3 separate regions of the Sus scrofa genome follow, and regions 1 and 2 are each linked to region 3. The links are chromatin contacts, called in public HiChIP or PLAC-seq and promoter capture Hi-C maps. All regions are on one chromosome and are shown on one strand. The core of a region is the stretch at or near the end of the contact, and the rest is flanking DNA. Distances in the headings are between cores, read along the strand shown. Region 1 holds the start of PITHD1 (PITH domain-containing protein 1). Region 2 holds the start of GALE (UDP-glucose 4-epimerase). Region 3 holds the start of RPL11 (ribosomal protein L11).

The links. Promoter capture Hi-C pulls out the DNA fragments that hold promoters and counts their contacts. HiChIP or PLAC-seq counts read pairs in DNA pulled down with a chosen protein or histone mark.
Region 1: a contact with region 3 is called in an H3K27ac HiChIP or PLAC-seq map of alveolar macrophages. The contact joins the promoter of PITHD1 here to the promoter of RPL11 in region 3. A contact is called at or near these places in 3 of 5 promoter capture datasets (fetal liver and liver), 2 of 47 Hi-C or Micro-C datasets (liver and skeletal muscle) and 2 of 2 datasets of contacts at active chromatin or transcription factors (alveolar macrophages and skeletal muscle).
Region 2: a promoter capture Hi-C map of liver shows a contact between it and region 3, with 4 times the contacts expected there. The contact joins the promoter of GALE here to the promoter of RPL11 in region 3. A contact is called at or near these places in 3 of 5 promoter capture datasets (fetal liver and liver), 2 of 47 Hi-C or Micro-C datasets (liver and skeletal muscle) and 2 of 2 datasets of contacts at active chromatin or transcription factors (alveolar macrophages and skeletal muscle).

What each region holds. Positions count from the first base shown.
Region 1 is chr6:81,589,471-81,592,456 of Sscrofa11.1, reverse strand. PITHD1 (PITH domain-containing protein 1) reads right to left here and starts at 1,589. Exons shown (of 6, transcript XM_003356196.3): 1 at 1,188-1,589; 2 at 517-560; 3 at 69-146. The coding sequence starts at 1,385.
Region 2 is chr6:81,609,141-81,612,349 of Sscrofa11.1, reverse strand. GALE (UDP-glucose 4-epimerase) reads left to right here and starts at 1,815. Exons shown (of 11, transcript XM_003356202.4): 1 at 1,815-1,923. HMGCL (hydroxymethylglutaryl-CoA lyase, mitochondrial) reads left to right here. Exons shown (of 9, transcript XM_005656051.3): 9 at 166-834. The coding sequence ends at 267.
Region 3 is chr6:81,522,246-81,525,349 of Sscrofa11.1, reverse strand. It overlaps RPL11 (ribosomal protein L11), which reads right to left and starts at 1,840. Exons shown (of 6, transcript NM_001001638.1): 1 at 1,699-1,840; 2 at 1,691-1,696; 3 at 736-842; 4 at 307-438. The coding sequence starts at 1,840.

The DNA of each region.
Region 1 (2,986 bases), core at 340-2,839, 67 kb before region 3:
AAAGTGCTACCAGAGGAAAGAGAAAAAGAGACAGGAGCTTCTTGAGGGCCTAAACCCTTGCCACTTACAGTCTCATCTCAGAGGGGTGTGAGTCATCATCTTCTCCCATTATAATGATGCCTTTGAGCTTGACATTGCCTGTGAATCTGCCAGAAGGCAAAAAAGAGAGTTGTCAACCTGGGTTGGAATCTCTGCTGAGCTGTGTGATCCTGTGCAAGACCCTTCCCCTTTCTGGCCTTCAGTTCATGCTTGTGTCAGACTTGTACTAGATAATTTCTAAGATCCCACCTGCCTCTGGCATTCTGTGGTTCTAAGAAATTTACCTTGACTTCTCAGTTATCGTTTAAGAACATCTTTTCTCAGTCTGCACCAAGAAAGCAATGATGCTTTTCTCCTCACACCCACCACGGTAATTTACCCCATTTCTAGAAACAGATGTGTGCTCCTGACACCACCAATGAATGAATCCTGAGTATAGCCTATTCAGCCTGAGGCAAACACCAAGGAGATACTTACGGAATATTAAACAGAAGCTCTTCATCTGCATCACTTTCAACAAACTGGAGGGAATGGGGAGGGGGTAGGAGAAAGCAACAAATATTTGCTGAGAGCCTACAATTTTAGACATGTTCCACCCTGTTTTACAGCTGAAGTGCAATGCAAATAGTCAACCTCCCTCGATTATCCAGCACTTATTAACATTCAGGGCCGATCAGCCCCCTGCAATTGTCTGCAAAGATCTACGATCCACAGCTTTCGAATGGCTCTGTGACCCCGCAATGGTGAACGCTCGAGATAGATATCGCGCTTTATCTCCCCAGGCCGGTCTTTGGTCTTCATCTGGTGATAAGTGATCAGGCTGCAACTGGACTAGTGGTCAAGCGGTAAGGAAGACGCCCTGATGGCCATCCTCCCCCACGACCTCCCGAAGCCCTGGACTGAATGTTGGATGTGTAAAGCAAAGTGCCCCTTTCTGTCTCTGGGCCTCAGTTCCCTTAACCTGCAAAATGGGGAGACTCGCCTCTGTCGCCTCTCAAAGGGCTGGCAGGAGACGGGCATGGGAAAGCGCTTGCCAATCGGGCTGTGGTTATTTTTAACTTTAGGAACAAGGTTGACAGCAGACGGGCGGCCTGAGGCCCCGCTCGGGTCCCCGCCTCGCCCGCCCGCCCAGGCTCGGGAAGGCCCACCTTGGAGCGGTCGGTCCGCTCCTCCCAGGGCTTGAAGACGCCGCGACCGCTGCCTTCACGGCTCTCGTTGAGGCACTGCAGCCGCTCCAGGTCGATGCGCAGGTACAGGCCGTAGGCCAGGCCGCGCTGCTCGGGTGGCTCCTCCCGTTCGGCGGCACAGCGGCAGCCGCTCCCGCCGTGGCTGTGGCCGTGCGACATGGCGACGCCGCCGCCGCCCGCGCGTCCCTTCGGCCCTGCCGCAGCGGCCACCCGCGCTTCGCTCGTTTCGCTCCGGCCGCCAAGCGCGCAGCGGCCGCCGCGTCGTAAAAGGCGCCCCTGTGCGACGCATGCGCTTGAGGAGCACAGGGCGGGGCTCGGAGGGGGTTACTTTTGACCCAGCGGTTTCAGGAGCCAGGGAGCTGATTAATGTTGACTCTTTCAGCCTTGGAGACGGATGTTGTTGCCTTCCCAGGTTTTTTGCCAGATGTGGAAACTAAAGGGCAGAGAGATTAAATGGTGTTCCGAGAAAATGTTGGGGCTGGGTTTCGAATCCCCCTCCCCTTTAGACTAAAGTCTGTTCCCTCTTTGTTTACCACCACCGTTTTTGGGGGAGCTGGTGGCGCAGTGATAAGGCCCTGAGGAGCAGGGAGCACATTATCACGGCCTCACTTGTGCGCGCTTAGGCCTTAGAGCTCACAAACCCACTGTCATAGCCACTATCTTCACAGTGGGCTTAGCGGTCGACACCAAGGGCTTTAAGGACAGCCGAATCTGGAGGCAAGTCCTGGGTCTGTTACTGACTGTGTGACGCCCCAGTAACTCATGTTCCCCTGAGACTTCGTCCTCCTCTGTAAAGTGGGGCTGGTAATATCTTTTTCATAGGATCGCAATGAGTATTAAATGAAATAATGCACTTCAAGAATTCAGCACAATAGGGAGCCCCCGTCATGGCTCGGCGGTAATGAACCGCACTAGTATCCGTGAGGACTTCGGTTAGATCCCTGGCCTCGCTCAGTGGGTTAAGGATCCGGTGTTGTGATCTGTGGTGTAGGTCGCAGACGCGCCTTGGATCTGGCGTTGCTGTGGCTGTGGCCTAGACTGAGAGCTGCAAGTGGGATTCAACCCCTAGCCTGGGAACTTCCACATACTGCAGGTGCAGCCCTAAAAAGACAAAAATTAGGAGTTCCCGTCGTGGCACAATGGTTAACGAATCCGACCAAGAACCATGAGGTTGTGGGTTCGATCCCTGGCCTTGCTCAGTGGGTTAACGATGCGGCATTGCCCTGAGCTGTGGTGTAGGTTGCAGTCGCAGCTTGGATCCCGCGTTGCTATGGCTCTGGCATAGTCCGGTGGCTACAGCTCCGATTGGACCCCTAGCCTGGGAACTCCGTATATTGTGAGAGCAGCCCAATAAATGGCAAAAAATAAATAAATAAATAATTTTTTAAAAAAAGAATTCAGCACATTAGCTGACACATGGTAAGAAGTCAGTAATTATGATACATCTTGATTCAAATTCAGGCGCTTCCACTTACTAGCTGTGAGGCCTTGGGCAAGTGATTTAGCTTCCCTGAGAGTAAACTGAGTTTACTCCCTGTAAATAAAATAATTGGACTAGATGAATTTTAAGTCCCCTCCCTATGTGATATTTCAGAGCAGTTTTTTGTTTTTTGTCTTTTTGCCTTTTTAGGGCCGTACCCGAAGCATATGGAGGTTCCCAGGCTAGGGGGTCCAATCGGAGCTGTAGCTGCCAGCCTATGCCAGAGGATCAAACCTGCAACCTCATGGTTCCTAGTGGGATCCGTTAACCACTGAGCCAT
Region 2 (3,209 bases), core at 566-3,065, 87 kb before region 3:
GTCAGCGGGACTCCCAGCAGCCGGTGTCCCCTCGTCGGAGGCACAAGAGCCTGGTTGTCTTCACCTTTACTTTTTCAGAATCACAGTTTCTGTCCAATCAGATGTTTTCCCTGGGTGTTGTGGGCATGTCGTGACTTACTGCATCCTCTGATTTGTTTCTCAAAGGGTGTGAACCTCCAGAAGCTCTTGGAAGCTGGGGCCTTTATCTGTCAAGCCCTGAACAAAAAAACCAGCTCCAGAGTGGCTCAGGCTTCCTGTAAACTGTGAGCCCCTTGCCCCCTGAAGCCTTGGGGATTGCATGGGAATAGGGACACATGTGGATGATTCACGGATGAGCACATGGAAATGGGAATGAAATGAACAGGTGCAGGCACCTCACCGCCAGCTCTGCCCAGTGGTCTCTCCTGGGGAAAGGAGGCAGATGGGCGCTGCCTGGCCTCAGGCCCTCCCTGTCCAACCTGAGTGTGAATGAGAGGCTTGGGCAGCTGGAGGTCTCCCTCCCACACGGACCCAAAGGTCCAGGAGCTGAATACCTGTGGGCATTTGGGAACCCAATTCTTGGGCTTGGGTTGATCCTTAAGTCTCATCTCTGGGTGAAACCTGCCAGTTAGCCACTCTCCTCAGCACAATGCTGCCATATCCTTGGGGCCATCGCTCTCTGTATAGGGCAAAGGGGCATGGAGGAGTTTTTTCCTCAGCTGGCAGAGGGCATTTGGTGAAGGTGTGAGGGAGCAGTGGTAGCCACCTGCCAACTCCAGCAACTCTGGAAAATCTCCACTTTGAACATGATTTTTGAAAACAGCTTATGTAATTAAAGGTTTAATGCCATAACCATGCCAGTGTCCTGTGCAGACGTGTGTGTGTGTGTATGAGAGGGGGAATAAAGCATCCTTCCAGCACTGCACGCTGAGAGGGAAACACAGACTATTTATCTCGGAGTTTTCTCCCTCATTCTCCTCCTGAAAATTTGGGAATTCATAGTGACTGGAAATCAGTGGCTTAAGACTTACTCAACTCTGGTCGGAGCACCCGGGAGAGGCTGTTTTTGGGTTTTTTAGCCTGTGACCAGGCTGGTGCACAAGGTGCCCTGCCGCCTGTTCAGGCTGTAGGACGCACATTCTTTTGCTCGGGTTTCATCCCCCGTTATGTCATGCCTCTATACACAGCATCCCGTAGCCCTCCCTTCAAGCAGAACACTGTTTTAGAACCTACCAGGATAGGCAGGGTGCACACCATTCCCTAAGGCGGTGTGTGTGGAGGGGCATGGTTTACGTGAAGGCTGAGCGCAATCGGCGCTGTAATTCCTGTTTTAGTTTCAGAGCTGCCGCCAGCCCTTAGGCGGGTTTTCAAACTAAACTTTCCAGAACGACTGCCTCTCCTCCAGGCAGCCGTCTTATTTCATGCCAGGCTTACTGTGAAGAAAAGGTTTGTAAGATATAAAAAGGGTGGAAAACCTGCGGGCGAGCGTGGAGCAGCAGTCTTCGGCCCCAGCCTCGGCTGTGGCTCCTACCGCGGGGACAGGTGCCGGGCGCCCCCAACGAGCCCCATCTCCGGGGGCGCAGCGCCTGCTCTCAGGGGCTGGGACCAGCGCCGGTGTTTGGCGCGGAGGCCTGGGGCCTCGGCCAGGAAGCGGACCTCCGCGGCTCGGGCACTAGATCTTAAGTCCCAGCTGCGCCTTGCCTCTGCCCACCGCTCCGGCACGGCTCAGGGCCGCCCTCTGCGGGAGGCGCCGCGCAGGCGTCTGGAAGCGGCATTGCCGTAGGTCCTCGCGGCGCCCCGTACTGCAGTCTCCCGACAGACACGTTTCCTGGGGGCGGGGAGGGGGCGGGGCCAGGCGGGGCCTTCGACTCTTAAAGGGACCCTTGAGCCGGGCGCCGGAGGCGGCGCTGTTGGAGGCAGTGCGGGGCGCGTGGAGCCGAGCAGGTTCGGGAAGGGAATGGGGGACCCGGGCGCGTTTGCGAGGGGCCGGGTGGTCCGCGGGGAGCGAGCGAGAGAGAGAGACCGCGTTCTGGGTAGAGCCCCGCCAGGGCAGGCCCGCCTCTGCTGGTCCCAGTTCCTGCTGCCTTGGCTAGGGAGGCCTGGGTTCATTCATTCCCGGCCGGAGGGCACCTAGTTTGTCCCCTCTCGGAGCCACCACCAGAATCCCAGGCCAAGGCTCCTTGCACTCGAGCGCTCACGGCCCTGCGACCCCTCCCCTCCATTTTGCGGACTGGGAAAACTGAGGAGGCGACAGCTGACCGAGGTCACTCCGCTGGTCGGAGGGAAGCCAGCCTCGCCAGCCTTCCTGCCTCCGAGGGCCCCTCTGCCACCACTTTCCTGGGCCCCGCGTAGAGCTTGGAGCTCGGGGCGGGGGGGGTGTGTGGGCGCGGGCAGCTTCAGAGTTGGGAGCAGAGTCCAGCGGGAAACAGTGAGGGCGGGGGGCGAGGGGCGGGGCTTTGAGCCTGGCGTTCCAGATCCTGGCCGGGCCGGCGTTGGTAGCTGTGTGACTTAAGGCAAATTACTTCACCTCTCTGACTTTAGTATCCGTCTCTGTAAAGTGCCACTAATAACACTTGCCTCATCAGGATATTGGGAGAATTCAGGAAAATAATGCAAAAGTGCCCAGTACAGAGCCTGGCACTCAGCGGGCGTTCAGCAAAGTGGGTCGGAGCTGGGTGAACCCAGAAGAGGATTGAGGCAACTTGGAGGAAGGCGGCTGCGGGCCAGCCTGTCCCGGATGAAAGGCCTCAGTGTCTGGGCTTTCACCCCTCCTCCACCGTCTCTGCCCGCAGAGTTTGTTCAGGGCGGTGGTGCACACCTGGCAGTGGAATCTGGGGCGAACGCCACGTCTACACCATCCCGCTCAGTGCCGCCTAGAGTTGGACGGTATCCTTAGCCTCAAGCCGAGAGTGGCATGGGCAGAGGCTGAACCAGCCTGGCTGACCTGGGGTGGGGCCCACTCTAGGACTGCAGGGCTACAGCCCCCAGAGCTGGCCTCAAGGACTTCACCCTGAGGCCAACTGCTGTATTTCCTGCTTCCTCCCAGTTGACGGTGGGAGAGAGTCAGGAGCTACTTACAGCATGACGTTTTAGTCACTGAACCAAGGAGCCAGTTTATACCTAGGGATGGTAGAGGGACTGGAAAGGTCTGAGTCTGTACAGACAGATCCCCCTCCTGAGTTCTTGGAGTCCCAATGCTGCTGCCTTGTTTCCTTCTGTCCAGAACTGTC
Region 3 (3,104 bases), core at 591-3,090:
TACAACCCCAATACTCTCTCCTAAATTTTCAGTTCAGTGGCTGGATGAAATGGTTTCCTTTGTCCATCTTTAAGCCATGGTCAGTGCTAGACCATAAGCCTCACAATGGTAGAGATCTTGCCCATCTCGTTCAGTCGGTGCTAATAACCCCACACCTGTCACCACCGAGGCCTATCTTCCCAGCAGAGAGAAGACAGACAACACTCAAAGCCCCAGTGCAACGTGTGAATATCGAGAGAGCACAGATGAAATAAAGAGAAGCAGATCCCACTCTCACAGACCAGGAGTGGAAACAAGTATTCATACCACGTAGAAGTCCAGGCCGTAGATACCAATGCTTGGGTCATATTTGATCCCCAGATCGATGTGTTCTTGGATCCCAAAACCAAAGTTTCCAGTATCCGAGAAGTTATTTTTTCTTAACTCGTACTCTCGCACCTGTGGAGAAAAACAGAGCAATCATTCCCTGTCAACTCACACCCCTCCACCACTCGCTAGCCTGCAACACTCAGGACCCCAGAAACACAATCCAATGTAATTTGGACAGGAACGAAATCAGATTTTTCCCCCACTCCAAGTCACACTCTACTATGGATTCCACATAACTTCACTAACTTTCCTAGGGAAGGAATGACCCATTAGAAGTTCAAAAGATCTGAAAACAGTAACTATCGCCACTGTCAGTATGTTACTGGCGCTCCTTACTACTATTACCCCATGAGGGGTCAGCCTCACCTTTAGACCTTTCTCAAGTATTTCTTCTGCCTTGGCCCCACGGACTGTGCAGTGGACGGCAATCTTTTCATTTCTCCTGATGCCAAAGGATCTGACGGTGTATCTAGCTGCAGATGGGGTAACAAGGAGTCAGCTCTTGGCACACTCTCACTGAACTCCCCCCTTCCCCAAAACACCACCTCCACAACTTCAGAGGGACATCAGGTATCCACCCACTCTATAGCCGTGGTATTCTTACCAGTGTCACCTATATCTGTTCATCATTCATTTATAACACAGAAAACAGATCTTCCAACTTCCAAGTCACAGACACACTTCAGCAATTAAAATGTTAAAGTCATAATGTCAAAGTCTCAAGAAAGGCAAGTTCACCATCAGACTAGGCCACTGAATAGCTTACATTCGGTAACACTTTACTGTACTTGTACCCCATTTTACAGGAGGCTGTGAGAGGTTAACTTGCACAAGATCAGTTGATAACAAGAGGTAGGCTGTGAATTCAAAGACTTGCTACATTCCCTTACCCTAAAGCAACAAAATTCTAAACACACACTCACCCAAATATATGTCTAACAATAACAATGCCGACATGGTGCTTGGCATGTAGCAGGCATTTCATATAACCCATTCTATCTCCCACAACCTTATAACGAAATATGATCATCCCTGGTATACAAATAAGGAAAGTAAATCACAGACTAGCAAGTCATGGAACCAGGATTTGAACCAGGTTAATCTAAATACACAGCCTATTCTTAACGTAGCCTACATAACCCTAACTGCTAATCAGACTTTGTATTTCAGCCCACCCTATCGTGAAAGAAGATACTCCTTAGGAAACTCAAGAAGGCAACGCTTAAGAGATGTCAACTGTCACCTTCAAAATGAATACAAAACAGACTGGACAACAGGTTAAGTAAGGAACGTCGGGACATACCCAGACGCCACTACTCACCTTTGGAAACACAGGAGTCTGGCCTGTGAGCTGCTCCAGCACCTTGGCTGCCCGGGTCAGTCTGTCTCCACTCTCCCCAACGCAGATGTTGAGGCAGAGCTTGCGGATGCGAAGTTCCCGCATGGGGTTTTCTTTTTCACCTTGATCCTGCTGCAACAGGGAAGCGCCGCGGTCAACACACGGAACCCGCCACAGCTGGCAGCCCAATAGTTACACAGCGTTGTTTCTGCGCATCCCAAACCCCAAAGGAAGCCCTGGAAGTTAAAGAACTAACACTACGTTTGTCTGGGAGGCACTGGAGAAAGACATCTTGGGGTTTTGTTTCTCCTTCCCCCGGGCACGGAACAGGTGAAAGCAACAGGACAGGTATGGTGTAAAAGTTACACTAAGGATGCACCCCAAGGTCAAACTAAGGTGAAGGGCGCCCCCATTACACGACCGACGAGGGGGAGAAAGCAGCGAGCACATGGCTGTGCAGCGTCCCGCACCCGATTCGGAAGCTGTCTAGTAGCTGCGGCCGAAGCCTGGCGTCCGCCCTAAGGGAGAAACCGGTAAGGCTCTCCAGCAAAAAACAAGTTTCAAGGTCCCGGGAACATCAACAGGTCCGGACCCCGCGTCCCAGGCCCCTCCGATCATTTCACCGGCCCTCGCTGCAGCCCGCAGGCCGTGCTTTTGGGCCTCTGGCGGCTGCCCCGAGCCCGCCCCTGGGAGGGTGGGAGGAAAGTGACAGGATCCAGCTCCGTGCCCTCGCCTCGCGTGGGTCCGCCAATTTCGGCACGGCCAGCATTGCGGGATCCGCTCTCCTCGCGCCGCGGGCGAGATAACCCTTACAGGCTCCGCTGGCCCTGGATGGAGGCGGATGAAGGAAAGCAAAGCCGGGGATCCCACACTCACCGCCATGATGGGAAACAGGAAGAGAGTGTGAGACTTCCGACCCGGGGCCTTATGGGCCAGGAGGCGGGCTCTTATCCCAAGCTAACCAGCGAGACGATGAAGAGGAAGAGAGGCGCGTCTGGAACGGCCTAGAGTCGGCTTCCCCTTCGTGGACACAGATGGCAACTGCAGGTGACGCTGGCTACTGGGATCGGGGCTCTCCAAAAGCGGTTTTTAAAGTTCCCTGAATAGGTATATTTCCTTGAGCTTCCCGTCCCTCTTGAGATTGTTCCCGCCCATAGCCTCAGAAACGGGTGGTTCTTGCGTGTTGAGACGGCCAGAAAGACACTAAGTCAACTGTGCAAATTATAAAGTAAAAGTTTTATTCTGTAACAATGTAAACAAATGGCATTTAAATATTTAAATAGTAATTAGAGCAGAGTGTTGGCCAAGAGGGGTAAATATGGTCCTGTCTGGTCTAGCTTAATAGTTATGTGACTTTGGGCGGGTTACTAATTAGACCTCTCTCATCTATAGTTTC